2 separate regions of the Mus musculus genome follow, and region 1 is linked to region 2. A link is a contact called in public HiChIP or PLAC-seq data. All regions are on one chromosome and are shown on one strand. The core of a region is the stretch at or near the end of the contact, and the rest is flanking DNA. Distances in the headings are between cores, read along the strand shown. Region 1 holds the start of Themis3 (thymocyte selection associated family member 3). Region 2 holds the start of Rab12 (RAB12, member RAS oncogene family).

Region 1 (6,768 bases), core at 1,158-3,657, 75 kb before region 2:
ACTATAGACACCATCGAGAGCCACTTGTCCCTTCTGCCGATGATAAGGGAACTGGCTCCTCTTGATAGAAGAAACTGGCTTCCCAAGTTCCTGAGAACTGCTGACTTTTGTCTAAGTGTAAGAATCTGGGAAAATGGAGTTTCCCTTGGCCCTGATAACATCAAGTAAAAATAACTTTCTGAAGGATGCATACAAGGAGAGAGAGAAGAAACATTCCGAACTATCAGAGGCAGCCTCTCCCGGGAGGGGAGGTGTGGAAAACTGTACATCTCTTCTTCACAATGTTATTCTCACAGTAGATATTACTCTTCTGATCAAATAAGGAAGCCCAGGTGGGCTATGGTGGATGAAGGAGATTGGTCTACTAGAACCCAGTTCTGGCAGAGGGTGTTGACCAATGCTCAGCCCTAAGCAGCTGGGGTGTAGACAGCTCCTGGGGCTTGAACTGTGTCTCCCCTTAAATGCTCAAGTGCTCAAGGCTGTTGTTAGTCTTCTGGAGCAGTTACCCAGCGGCACCTCCCACATCTAATGCTTGACCCTATCAGCTGGAGAACTTGTTTAAATGAGGGCTCTGGTTCAAGGTGCTGGGGTGGAGCCTGCATCCTCAACACACTGGTAGATGTCAGAGATGCTGTCCATCCAAGGCCATACTGGACCCCACACCTAGAGAGTCGGGTTTGATAGGTTGGGAGGGGCTTGTTGTTGTGTGTCTCAGGTAATGTTGATGCTGATCTACAGACCTCACGACTGTAAGAGACTGGAACTCTTGCTGGACCTCACAGCCAGAGTTAACAATACACCCTGTAGTCAATTGAGACTGCTGTCCTACTGTGCGCTCAAACTATTTGTTTAGCCTGCTTTTAAGAGAACAATGTAACAACCAACCTTGCTTGCCTGGATTGCCCCTGCAATCAACTTTTACAACCCAAGCCAGTGCATAGCTGTAATCTTAAATCACAGTCTCTTCCACGCCCCTGACCTAAACCATGCATGTCTATCGTCACTGAGAGCAACACACACAGAAATTAAAAGCAATGTCTTAAAACCCACCCTGAAGGTTGATAGTGGCTGTTTATTGGTTGGTAAACAATGATGTCTGTTACCTGATGAGTAGGAAGCCACTGCAGCCAGTGGCTCAGCCTCTTGTAAAACTGTTAGAGATCTCTGTAAAGTATCTGATTCCTTCCCCCATGTGACACTCCCTGGGCTGTTCAATAAAGGCACAGCAAAACCCTTTGTGAGAGACAGACAGACCACTTACACATAGCTCATAAGATAGACAGATGCACAGATACAGGGACAAACAGATTCGCCAGACAGCCTTTAGGTAGTCACAGATTCAGTCAGACTCATACAACAGACAGACAGACGGACAGATGGACAGACAGGCAGACAGACAGAGGGAAGACACACATGGGAGAAAAGGATTCAAATGTAGACTCACTCTGCCTCCAAGGGGAAGTGCTTTGCTTTGCTTTGCTTTGCTTTGCTTTGCTTTGCTTTGCTTTGCTTTGCTTTGCTTTCCTTCCTCACTGAGACACATGTGCATTATTGGTGATGCAGAATTAGTCACTATATTCATATAATCCAGATAATACTGGTATCCCTTCTTGGAATTTAGTCTAGGCTCTGCCCCACAGTTACCTGGCAACACTGACTCACTATAAAAGAGTGAGTTCTGACTCACTATAAAAGGGGCTGCTTGCCCCCTGTTCTCTCTCTCTTGCTCTCTTCTCCTCTTGCTCTGGCTCCCTTACCCTCTTCCCCCTCTCTCCCCACTCCCCTCCCCCATCTCTCCACGTGCTTTATGACTGGCCTCTCCTCCTCCTCCTCCCCCTCCTCCTCCTCCTCCTCTTCTTCCTCTCTCTCTCTCTCTCTCTCTCTGCCTTTCTCTCTCTCTACTCCTTCAACTCCCCTTCCCATGCCCTAAATGAACTATTTTATATTATACCATCCTATGGCTGGTACCTTAGGGGAAAGGGATGCCTCAGCATGGGCCACAGAGTCACCCCCTTCCCCATACCATACTGTGCCTCCAGCACACATATATCCCTGGCTCCTTTCTTTTTATAAAGCACAACATCCCTTGTACCTTGTTCCTCAAAGAGTAGTTTAAGAACCAGCAGGTGTCATCTAGAGGCTCGACAGAAATGCAGGTGACTAGGCCCCACCTTCAGGATCAGAACCTGTGCTGACAGGACACTTGGATGATGTATAGGACACTGCTTGGGATTCTCTAATCTAGGAGAACCTCCCAACAAAACCTAGAGAGCCTTTTCAGGAAATCATCCAACCAAAAGAGTCAGGTGCCCTACCCTTCCCAGCCCTCAGTCATTGAACCAATGAACCTTCTTCCTGGCGAGTTAGTTACTTCCTCTTTTCCCCTGTGACACGTGGCTCACAGCCAGAGTCATGATCAGGTGGCTCATTACCTGGTCCAGAGAGACCTCTTTTGCCGTCCGTCCACTGCTCTGAGCACGGCTGACCATGTCCTGCAGGATAAAAACAATTCCAGTGCCATGGAGCAAACTTGGGACTCTTACATCAGTTCCTTAAATCAGAACTCTTTGCCCAGACAAGTGGAGGTGACCCAGGGAAGATATTCAGGTAGGAGGAAGGGGGATGGTATCTGAGGGGACCAGGAGAAACATACTCTGCCAAAATCCAAGGAAATGTGGTTGCAAGACTTCAGGAATGGGAGCTGGTGAAGGGAGTCCTGTACTATCTAGATCGTGTTGGGAGATGCTAGGCTAAGGAGAATCAGGCATTTTTCTACCAGAATCGTCTGCCTGTTAAAAAGAAAAGTAACAACTGCCCTTATTTCTTTTTAACATACCGTAACTTAAAAGGGGCAAAAAACCTCTTTCACAAGAAGATAGAGCATTGGAAAAAGAGAGAGAAAAATGTTCTGTTTATGGAAGGCATATAGTTACTTGCTAAAGTATTTTTCTTAGCCATGGGCAGTATGAAATATACGACTAGCAATGCTCCTTGCTACATAGTTGGCAGAGTTGGCAACATAGTTGGCATATTTCTGCTGTTTGAAGAGTTACTTGTTTATTTATTTGTTTATTTATTTATCTATCTATCTATTTATCTATTTATTTATTTATTTTAATTTGACAGAGGCTGGGAAAGAAAGGAGCTATTCACCAATATTGCCTAGGAAAAGGGAAAATGTTATTTTTTTTGAGCAGTGAATATTTTTCACTCTGCTGAGAAATTACAGCAATTTGACACATGAAGTCTAAGGCATAGATAAATGTGAGCTTGAAAAATTGTCTTTTGTTGGTTTGATGATAACAAAAAAAAAATCACGTCAATGCTCTAGGGGGCTTCCCATGGTTAATAAGGAGTCCTCCTGTGCACCAGAGGCCATCTAGCACTTACTCTGCATTTTGGGAACACCAAAAACATGGTTCACCGCTGGAAATGATCAAGGTGGCCATACTGCCCACCGGGCAAGACAAATCATGATGGCAACTTCTGGAAAAAGAATTAATTCAAATATTTTTAACTTTAAAGTAAATTACATATAGTGACATACTGAAGAGTCTACCTCCATAAAAGATGCTAAACTACTCAATTATTGATCTCAGTCACTTTTCTGTATTCATTAAGAGATCTCTGCTCGTCTCATGTCACATTTAACAAATTTTACTTAAATATTTACTTAAAGAGTTCGTTTACCTAGAGAAATACTAGATATGAATCTCTGGCTAGAACCTCAACCTTTGAGGTTCTTTCCCATGGCAACTATTGTCTTTCAGGGTCACTTGAAAACCTGTCATTCTCCAAAGGGGATATCATCACGGTGGTGGACCTGGAGCCAGTTTTCGTCAGAGCAGAACTGAAGGACGGTGATCAAGTTCTGGACGTGGTCACTATACCTCTTAGATATGAAGGTACAGGGTACAAAGTGCTTCCTTCTGGGTCTTGTGACTCTTCAGAGAACACATGGAAGGTCATTCTGGTGCTTGTTTGTCAGGTGTCAGAAAAGGAAGGCAGGTTGTCAGCTGGGAGTGGGGAAGCAGTAGGAAGTGGGAGTTTGCCAGCCATGGGCCAGCAGAGCCAACTGCACAGTCCTGTACCTGGAGCAGGGCTCTTCCTTACCTGAGCTCCTGCTATGTCCTCAACTCCATGCCTGTCAGAGATGAGTGCTGAGGAAATCCTGGCTTTTCTCTCTTGTACTGGATCTGGTTGTTAAACATTCCTACGAAAGAGTAAAAGCCAGTTTCGGAAACTGTGGGGAAGACCGCAAAGACACAGACATGATCAGTGTAGCTCAATCGTGGGACCGTTTTGTTTTGTTTTTGAGACAGGAAGAGGGATAAAGATATTTGTCTCATAATTTTTTTTTTTTTAAAGATTTATTTATTTATTTATTACATGTAAGTACACTGTAGCTGTCTTCAGACCCTCCAGAAGAGGGAGTCAGATCTCATTATGGATGGTTGTGAGCCACCATGTGGTTGCTGGGATTTGAACTTCGGACCTTTGGAAGAGCAGTCGGGTGCTCTTACCCACTGAGCCATCTCACCAGCCCCTTGTCTCATAATTTAAAGACAGTATATGAGATAAACAAACCACAGAATGAATGACTCTCGTATCTATGGTGGGGTCAGTTAGGAAACATGGAAGAGAGGGGAAGATGGTGAGCAGAAGGATGTAGAGCATCACACCCATGCAAGTGCAGAAAGAAGTAGACAAAACCTTTAGCAGGAATGGTCAGGATTTTAGGTCCAGGCAAACGGAGAGCTTCTGTGTGGGGCGTTAAAGTTCAGAGCACAGGTACAGTGACTGTCACATCCAACACTGAGAAGGGGTGACTCTGCTGGTGCTTTGGGGGTGCTAAGGCCCCTGTTGGACACTCTCTGACCTTGAAATCAGGGAGGATGCACAGTAGGTGCCAAGGCTGGTGTCAGAGCAGAAGGTGGTAACTTTTGAGCAAATGATCCAAAGGACATGTATGATGGCTTCTTTATCTGTCAAAATTGGAAGACAAGGCTAGAAAGAGGGCTCAGGGGTTAAGAGTACTGGCTGCTCTTAAGTCAGGCACTCCATTCCCAGGTCTCACACTGTGGCTCACAACCATCCGTAACTCCAGTTCCAGGCCTCTTCTGTCCTCCATAGACGCTACACAGCATGTTGTGCATAGACACACATGCAGGCAAAACACCCATACACATAAAATAACAAAACAAATCTTTCTAAAACATTTATCAAAAAAAAAAAAAAGTAGCATGCTTTGAAGGGGGTGGTTCTGATGCTAAGGTCTTATTCCCCAAATGGTTCTTCATTTGTCAGTAAAGGAAGTCGGGGGTGCGGGTGTGGTTAATTGCTGAGTGGAAGGTATAGGCAGGACTTATGGGTCCCAGGAGGAAAGGGCAGATCAAGGAAGGAGAGGGTGGTTTTGGTTTGGTTTGGTTTTTTTCTGCTATGCTTTGGAGGAAGAAGAACATAGCAACCATGTGAGGTCTCAGAGTGAGCTGGGGCCTGTGGGCTCTGCTACAGGCAGGTGGCCAAGGATGTTTGGTAGGGGCTAGGTGGGACTAGCCATCGAAGTTTAGGGCAACTGGAGAGACAGAGATAATACATTGGTAAGGACACGCTTTTCCAGGCAGAAGATATCAGCGCCCAGCAATTGTGCCTAGAAGGCAAGTTGTAAAGTAACAAACTCTGTGTGTGTGTGTGTGTGTGTGTGTGTGTGTGTGTGTGTGTGTGTGTGTGTGTGTTTTATCCTTGGATTCAAAGGTCTTGGGAGGGAGCAGGGTCACCTCCCTGAGCAAAGGCGGCTGGAACAAAAGGGAAGCCGGGAAGGACTAGGAAAGTGCCAGTCCCGGGCACTATACGCAACAATGCTTAAGCCATGAATGCAGCAGCATTCTACCTATGTGAAGGAAACTGTAGTGGCAGCAAGAGCCTGCCAGCGGCTTCTCCATTCTAACCATAGGCACAGGAGTTCCCATCTCAGAGTATAGACACATACTTTCCAGCTCTCCCAGAATACAAGTGGAGATGTTGAAGCATGAGTTTCCTGGAAAAAAGAAGGAACGAAAATATAAGTTTTGTTATTCTGGGTCTGGGCAAGCTTTTCTTGGATCTGGATTAACTTGGAAGGAAGAAGGCTTCTGGAATGTTCCCCAGAGCCCACATTCCGTGGCTGTGTTTCCTGATGCAGGCCAGGCTGTCAGTCTGGTCTGATGTGCAAGGCACAGTCCCTGCCTTTCTCTTCTCCGTGAGCCCTTCTTCTCAGCTGAAGACTAGAATGTTCTTGTTTAAAACTGTAATTCTTTTAGCTCAGGTGTGGGGCTTGGGAGGTGGTGGTGACTAGCTCCACTAGCTCTGGAAACCTGAACCTCTGGGCAGGGTTTGTGAAGGCGCTGCAGCTGGCAGGTGATTGGACACCCTCTCCAAGCGCCCACCCCCCAGGCAACAGGCCTGCCCAGAACCCAATCCCCCTGCTAGACCTCTCTACCACCGCTGGGCACTGTGCCCCAGCCTCTCCAGGAAGCAGGAACAGAAACTATCCTAACACACGGGACTCTGTATGAACAGCCAGAAGACATGCCTCCTGGCTCAGGTATGTGGACTCTGTCCCTGCCAATCAAATTCAGAGACCTGCCGCTCTGCTCCGATATCAGAGTGACATGGACCCTGCTGAGCTCTAAAGGGTTTATCAGAAGACAGTGGTAACCCTCTCTGCAGGTTCAGGTATGAGACTGGCGAACAAGGAGAAGGTAAGAAGAGACTCCGAGGGGACTAGGA
Region 2 (6,213 bases), core at 3,030-5,529:
CCATGTGATGAGGTGCACTTAAATACAGCTCATCGAGAAAGCAGTGCCTCCTTGCCTATCTGCATCGGGTCTTCACTCTGCATCTATCAGTCAATCCAGGGCTGCCCAGTCCCCACTCTTCTTGTATTTCAGTGCTTTTAATACTCTTTGTATGGCTCTGATATAGAAAATTTCCCATGTCACATTTAGTTAAATAACACGTTATCAAAGGTTCTGATTTCAGAATGGAATACTTACAACATGAGTCATTACAGAAAGATTCAACTCACAGCCAACTTTGTAGTCATCATAGACACAACACATCCGCTGTAACCTGTCACTATTAGTGACTGTCGGGGACACTCCAGGGGAGAGACAGCTGGGTGTCCATTGATATGGGGCTTGGTTGCAAAAGAAGGATGGAGTCTGTACTTGCTCCAAGAGGGTGTGCCTGTTATTCACCCATGTTGTTTACATAATTGAAGCTTTCCTTTCAAGGTTCAGCGAGAGATGGCTTGAGAATCCCCGAAGAAGGGAGGGAAGCTGGAAAGCTGCTCCCACAGTGGATAGAGAGTACTCTGCAATACAGGCTTGCATGGTTTGACTTTCTCACCAGCACCTCAGCAAGGGAGCTCCAGGCCTCTAGTCATCTCGCCTAGATGGGAGATTGGAAGAGAAGGATGTCAATCAATATCAAAAACTGGAGTCAAATTGCCATTTGACCAAAGTGCTTATGTGAAATAAATAACTATCCAACAAAAATACAAGTGCAGCCAAGGAACAAATTCTTGGTTAGTTCTGCATGTGAGATGCCAATCCTCAATGAGTAGAGGTATGGAAGAAACAGCTAGCTGTGTCCAAGGTGGGCCCAACCCTGTTCAGAGACTCCTGGTGTGCTGCCAGAGAATGGCCTTGGTGGCAAGCCTACTTCCTCCGTGAAGAGAGAAAGACAAGACACCTAGATAAAAAGAATAAAGATGACTCATAGGGAATGGTGCCCGCAAAACACTTAGCTACCTCAAAACATAGAAAGCACAAAGCATAAAATGTTGGAAGCTGTCCTGGCTGGTTTTATGTATCAACTTGACACAAGCTGGAGTTATCACAGAGAAAGGAGCCTCCCTTGAGGAAATGCCTCCAGCTGTAAGGCATTTTCTCAATTAGTGATCAAGGGTGGGATGGCCCCTTGTGGGTGGTGCCTTCCCTGGGCTGGGAGTCCTGGGTTCTGTAAGAAAGCAAGCTATGCAAGACATGGGAAGCAAGCCAGTAAGTAACATCCCTCCATGGCTTCTGCATCAGCTCCTGCCTCCAGGATCCTGCCCTGTGTGAGTTCCTGTCCTGACTTGCTTTCCCTATTCCTAAATAGCAATGTGGAACTGTAAGCTGAATAAACCCTTTCCTCTCCAGCTTGCTTCTTGGTCATAATGTTTTGTTCAGGAATAGAAACCCTAAGACAGAAGCTGATCCAACTTAAGAAAAGAATATAACAATTCACCAATCTAAAAAGAAACAAAATAAAAAGAGAACTGCTACTGGTCCAACAAACCCTGTGTAGGTCAGCTTTCTGTTACTATAACAAAATACCTGAGACTATCAACTCACAGGAGGAAAGGCTTGGTTTAGTTCACAGTTTGGGGGCTTTCCTCCCTGACTAATCTGCCTCAAAGTTTTGGGCCTGTAGTGAGGTGCCCGTGATAGAGAAAATGACAAAAGGGGTGTGGATCCCAGCATCCTCGTTTGAAGGCATGCCCTTGACAACCTAACTGCCTTATCCGTTTCTCTTCTTTTCTTTTCTTGAAAGAGGGTATGTATGTAGCACAGGCTAGCCTTGAACTTACAGAGATTTATCAGCCTCTGCCTTCCAAGTGTTGTGATTAAAGATAGGCATCACCATGCCCAGCCAAGCTCTCACCTCTTAAATGTCCTCATCACCTCCCTATTACACCAAGCTAGGGACCAAGCCTTTAATCAACATGGGCCTTTGTGGGACATTTAAATCCTAAATTATAACACCATTTGAATATCAGAGGAAATATCAGAGGAAATGAATTCAACATGTCAAGAGCACATCTGTGCTGCTGTTCAGCCATTAAAATCTGAAATTCTATCCTTGGCATCACTGGGAACTGGGAATCATGTTCAATGAAATAAACCAGATACAGAAAGATAAGCGCCATACAATCTTACTCATACGTGGATTCCAAAATAACCTTCACCTCATAGAAGGGCATAGTATAGAGCTGGGACAGCAGAGCTGGGGGACAACAGAGGTTGATCAATGAGTACAAAGTCATATTAATAGTATGGCCAGAGCTGAAAGTCCCTGACATATCATTGCACAGTACATTGGTTATAGGTGGCAGTATACTATTCATTTCAAAAGCTAAAGTCAAGGACTTTCAGTGTTTTTACCATGAAGATAGAACAAATGTCCCATGATATATGTTTAATTATTTTAATTAGATCTGATTTAAATATTATTTAAATATTAATGGTGTATGCATCAAAATGGTACCGCCATGGTTCTCTGTTAGTATGCATAGCTATATCTGTCTATTAAAATAAATATATTTTAAAAGTATTCACCAAAGTACAAATGGTACAACCAGAGGGTCTTTTGATAATTCCCCACTTTGTGAAATACAAACCCTTGTTTTCCATGGTTGTGCTGTCTCCCGATCTCTCGGACCTCCCTAGAGTTTCTTCTTCAGCTTCTACCTTTTCTACAGGGGAGCCCCTGGGTTCTGTTCTCACTCTTCTGGATCAGGCTTTTTCCATGTGAGCTAAAGTACTATCAACTGGAGGCCCTTTGGCATGATGGGGGAATAATTGTAAGGCAGGATATGAGAGCACCCCTTTTATTACACAGTCTGGGGCTTAAGAACGAGCACAAAGTCAGCCACCTTTCTTTATATAGTTATCTGTGATGACTTTGTTCACATTCATTCATTCATTCGTCCCTGTAATACTGGCTTTCTGGTATGTGCCAAAGTGCTGAAGCATCCTGGAGTAACCTTGATAATTGGCTTAAAGACGCAAACAAGCATGGAACCCGAGTCCTGTGGATTTCTTTCCAAACTCCCCCATTTAAGACATCCACTATTCTGGTACATTATAGACCTGCCTATGGGGGAAGAGATACTATTTTGGATGCCAGGGTCTTTAACCTTACAAGTTATGCAGAGTCACCTGCCTACTAGGAACAGTTGAATACCTTGCATTTATATCATCCTTTGGAGTCTGCAACAGGGTGTATGGCTTATTGTTTTGTTGTTCTTTTGTATTGACGTTTTTGCAACAGTGATAGATGAAAAGAGTCTTTTCATTCATTCCCATGTGAGCCTCTAGGTTCCATCCCCAGTACCGCCAAGAAAAAAAGAACGATAATTTAGAATAGGCTATAACATTTTTAAAAATCCAATTGGGATTACTTTTGCAAAATAATGTGATTTCTTCAACTGTGCATCCATGGCAAAACAAACGCATGCGCTATGTATTAGTAAACTTAGCTCTAAATACGGCTGAAATTTGGTGAGTAATGTGATCATTCTTCGCAAGCATGCCAGCTCCTATCATGTTTAGAACCCTGTGTTCCGAGGTGCTCAAGTTCACGCAAAGGAATTTGCTAAATAAATCCCTGGCAAGCTTCTGTAGCCGTAAATACTTTCAAGTAGAAATGGCAAAATAACACACCCAAGTCAGTACCTAAACCTTCGGAGTTTAGGTCGCTTGTCATCTGAGTTTTTACCTGCTGGCTTCCCCTAAGGTGCATGTCACTCACTGAATTTTACGAACTGTAAGTCTGAGGAAGACTTTTAAGATCCATTTAAGATAGCTGATTCCTCGGGGCCCCACAGGAAAAGTGCACGCAGAGGTGCGGCCCTGCCAGGGTACGTGGGCTTCCTCCAAAGTGGCGTTCACACCCTAACCCCGCGTGGGCCAGACCGAGACCCCCAGCACCCAAACACCCTAAATTCTGGAAGATGATCACAGGCTATATGCACTTTGAGACACGTTTGGGACGGGCTGCTAAAAAGAAGTGTGTGGTTCTTGGGAACGGTGCACGATGAGGATAAACCACGAGTGAAAGTGCGCCGAGTGGGGAGGGCCGAGGGAACAGGGGTGACGGAGAGCGACCCACACATAACATACACCCCACGGAGCGGAGCGCACGGCTCGGTCCTCCGACCGACAGGGGGCGGGCTCCAGTCCCGCGTGGCGCCGCGCCTGCGCTTCCTGCCCCTCCCGGTCCGGGATGCTGCTACCGCTGCTGCGGAGAAGCTGCTTCCCTTCCTCTACTCCCGGCGGCGGCGGCGGCGGCGGTAGCGCGGAGCGGGTGGAGGGTGCGCGGGGGCCCGGGGCGCGCGGACGGCGGCCCGAGCGCGAGCCGTATGCGTGCATGGATCCCAGCGCCGCGCTGCACCGGCGGCCCGCGGGCGGCAGCCTGGGCGCGGTCTCCCCGGCGCTGTCGGGCGGCCAGGCCCGCCGGAGGAAGCAGCCCCCCAGGCCGGCCGACTTCAAGCTGCAGGTCATCATCATCGGCTCCCGCGGCGTGGGCAAGACCAGCCTGATGGAGCGCTTCACCGACGACACGTTCTGCGAGGCCTGCAAGTCCACCGTGGGTACGCCGGGCCTGTGGCGGGTGGGCCTGGGGGAGGTCGGGGCCCGGTCCCTGTCCCCATGGAAGCTCTGACCCTCTCCCAGGGCCTCAACGAATCATCCTACGGATGCCCGGGCATACCCGCCGTGGGCACATCTGGCATCCGAGCCGCGCACAGCCCAGGTCTCCGTGGAAGCCCGACCCTCTCTTGTGGCCAGACCGAGCTTTTCCGTGGCCTTTCCGCGGGTGTCGGACCCCCGAAGCCCAAACATTCCCTCCCGGAGCCTTCACCAGTCATGAGGTCCGGGTGATGCATCCGCGGAAACTCCCGGTCCGTTACTCCTGCTCACCCAGGAAAACGGCTTTGTGAACCGAAAGTAGAGCTGAAGGCCACCCACCAGTGCAGTGCCCCGGGGTTACTCACCATCTTAAATGGGTCCGGACCTCGCAGCTTTGCAGGCTGGAGGGATGGACCAAGGTTTGCTTTCTCATTTTCTGTCTATTTTCGTGGTTTACAGAAAAGAAGTTTGTTGCAGAGACAGTTCGCGCTAAAGCTACACTCGGGTTTCTTTCTTGTTCTGTGCACAAATGTAGGGCAAAGGGATTTCAGCTGTGTTTATCCTTGACCTCAAATAACCGGGTGGATAGGCGGGCAAAGTAAGGGCGATTTCCCGGCACCCACCCGAGGTCGGTGAATTACCGGGAAATCCATAGGTAACGCTCCTGTTACCTTCCTCGGGATCTGGGTTTGAAACTGCAAGGGAATGTTTTTAGTGACACTGGATTGACAGGGCTTGACATAGAGGTTTGTTGGGGTTATGGGAAACAGTTGTGACCATGGAAAAGCTACCTGGAAAACTCTCATTTGGGGTGGCTTATAGAAAAAGGGGGTGAGCAGGAGGGACTGGACAGAGTGACAAAAAATCTAGCGTTCTCCCTGAATCCTAGCCCCAAGGAGAGGAAGGTGGATCTCTGATTTCGAGGCCAGCCTGGTCTGTCTACACAGTGAGTTCCAGGACAGCCAGGGCTATGCAGAGAGACCCTGTCTCAAAACAAACAAAATCTCAGCTTGGAGGTTTGAAAAGCTAAACACTGGTGCACATATTTTCCGTTGTAACCATTGATGGTTCCCGTTTTGAGATGAGAATTCTGTAGAGAATTTCAGGGACTCTCTTTAGGTCGTAATTGGTAAGTTGCCGGGTAACAAAACTACCACGGTTCTAAGTACTTAGACCGGAAAATTAAACCTCCAGTTTTCACACTGACTTAAATTTCCTTTTTGATTATGCCCCTTCATGCCTTTTTTTTTTTTTTTTTAACAGACCATTTTGGAAATATTTATGCTCCTTCTACCCTGTTTGTTTTTTAAATGTTTGTCTTGGGGATGTGTTATTAGAACTCAGTAACGTAATTATACCCACTGCAAATATCCAATCTTGGATCCTAAGAGTATACAGGGAGTTATTAACCAGGAAATGAGGCTTATATTGTTTTGTTTGTTTCTGACATAAGTGCAGTAGGCTTGAATGCAGTTGAGAATTACCAGTCGTTTATGGCCCCACACTTACATATGCAGAAATGAAAGCTAATGGTTATATTTAATATAGAAGGGAAATAGGACTGCAGCACTCGGA

What was found. HiChIP or PLAC-seq counts read pairs in DNA pulled down with a chosen protein or histone mark.
Region 1: a contact with region 2 is called in an H3K4me3 HiChIP or PLAC-seq map of intestinal villus epithelium, with 5 read pairs. The contact joins the promoter of Themis3 here to the promoter of Rab12 in region 2. A contact is called at or near these places in 3 of 115 datasets of contacts at active chromatin or transcription factors (embryonic stem cells, intestinal villus epithelium and pancreatic cancer cells).

Annotation. Positions count from the first base shown.
Region 1 is chr17:66,590,286-66,597,053 of GRCm38.p6, reverse strand. It overlaps Themis3 (thymocyte selection associated family member 3), which reads left to right and starts at 2,407. Exons shown (of 4, transcript NM_028998.2): 1 at 2,407-2,607; 2 at 3,771-3,905. The coding sequence starts at 2,520.
Region 2 is chr17:66,517,736-66,523,948 of GRCm38.p6, reverse strand. It overlaps Rab12 (RAB12, member RAS oncogene family), which reads left to right and starts at 4,279. Exons shown (of 6, transcript NM_024448.2): 1 at 4,279-4,601. The coding sequence starts at 4,379. Gm41608 (a long non-coding RNA gene) reads right to left here. Exons shown (of 3, transcript XR_876914.3): 1 at 5,004-6,213; 2 at 238-634.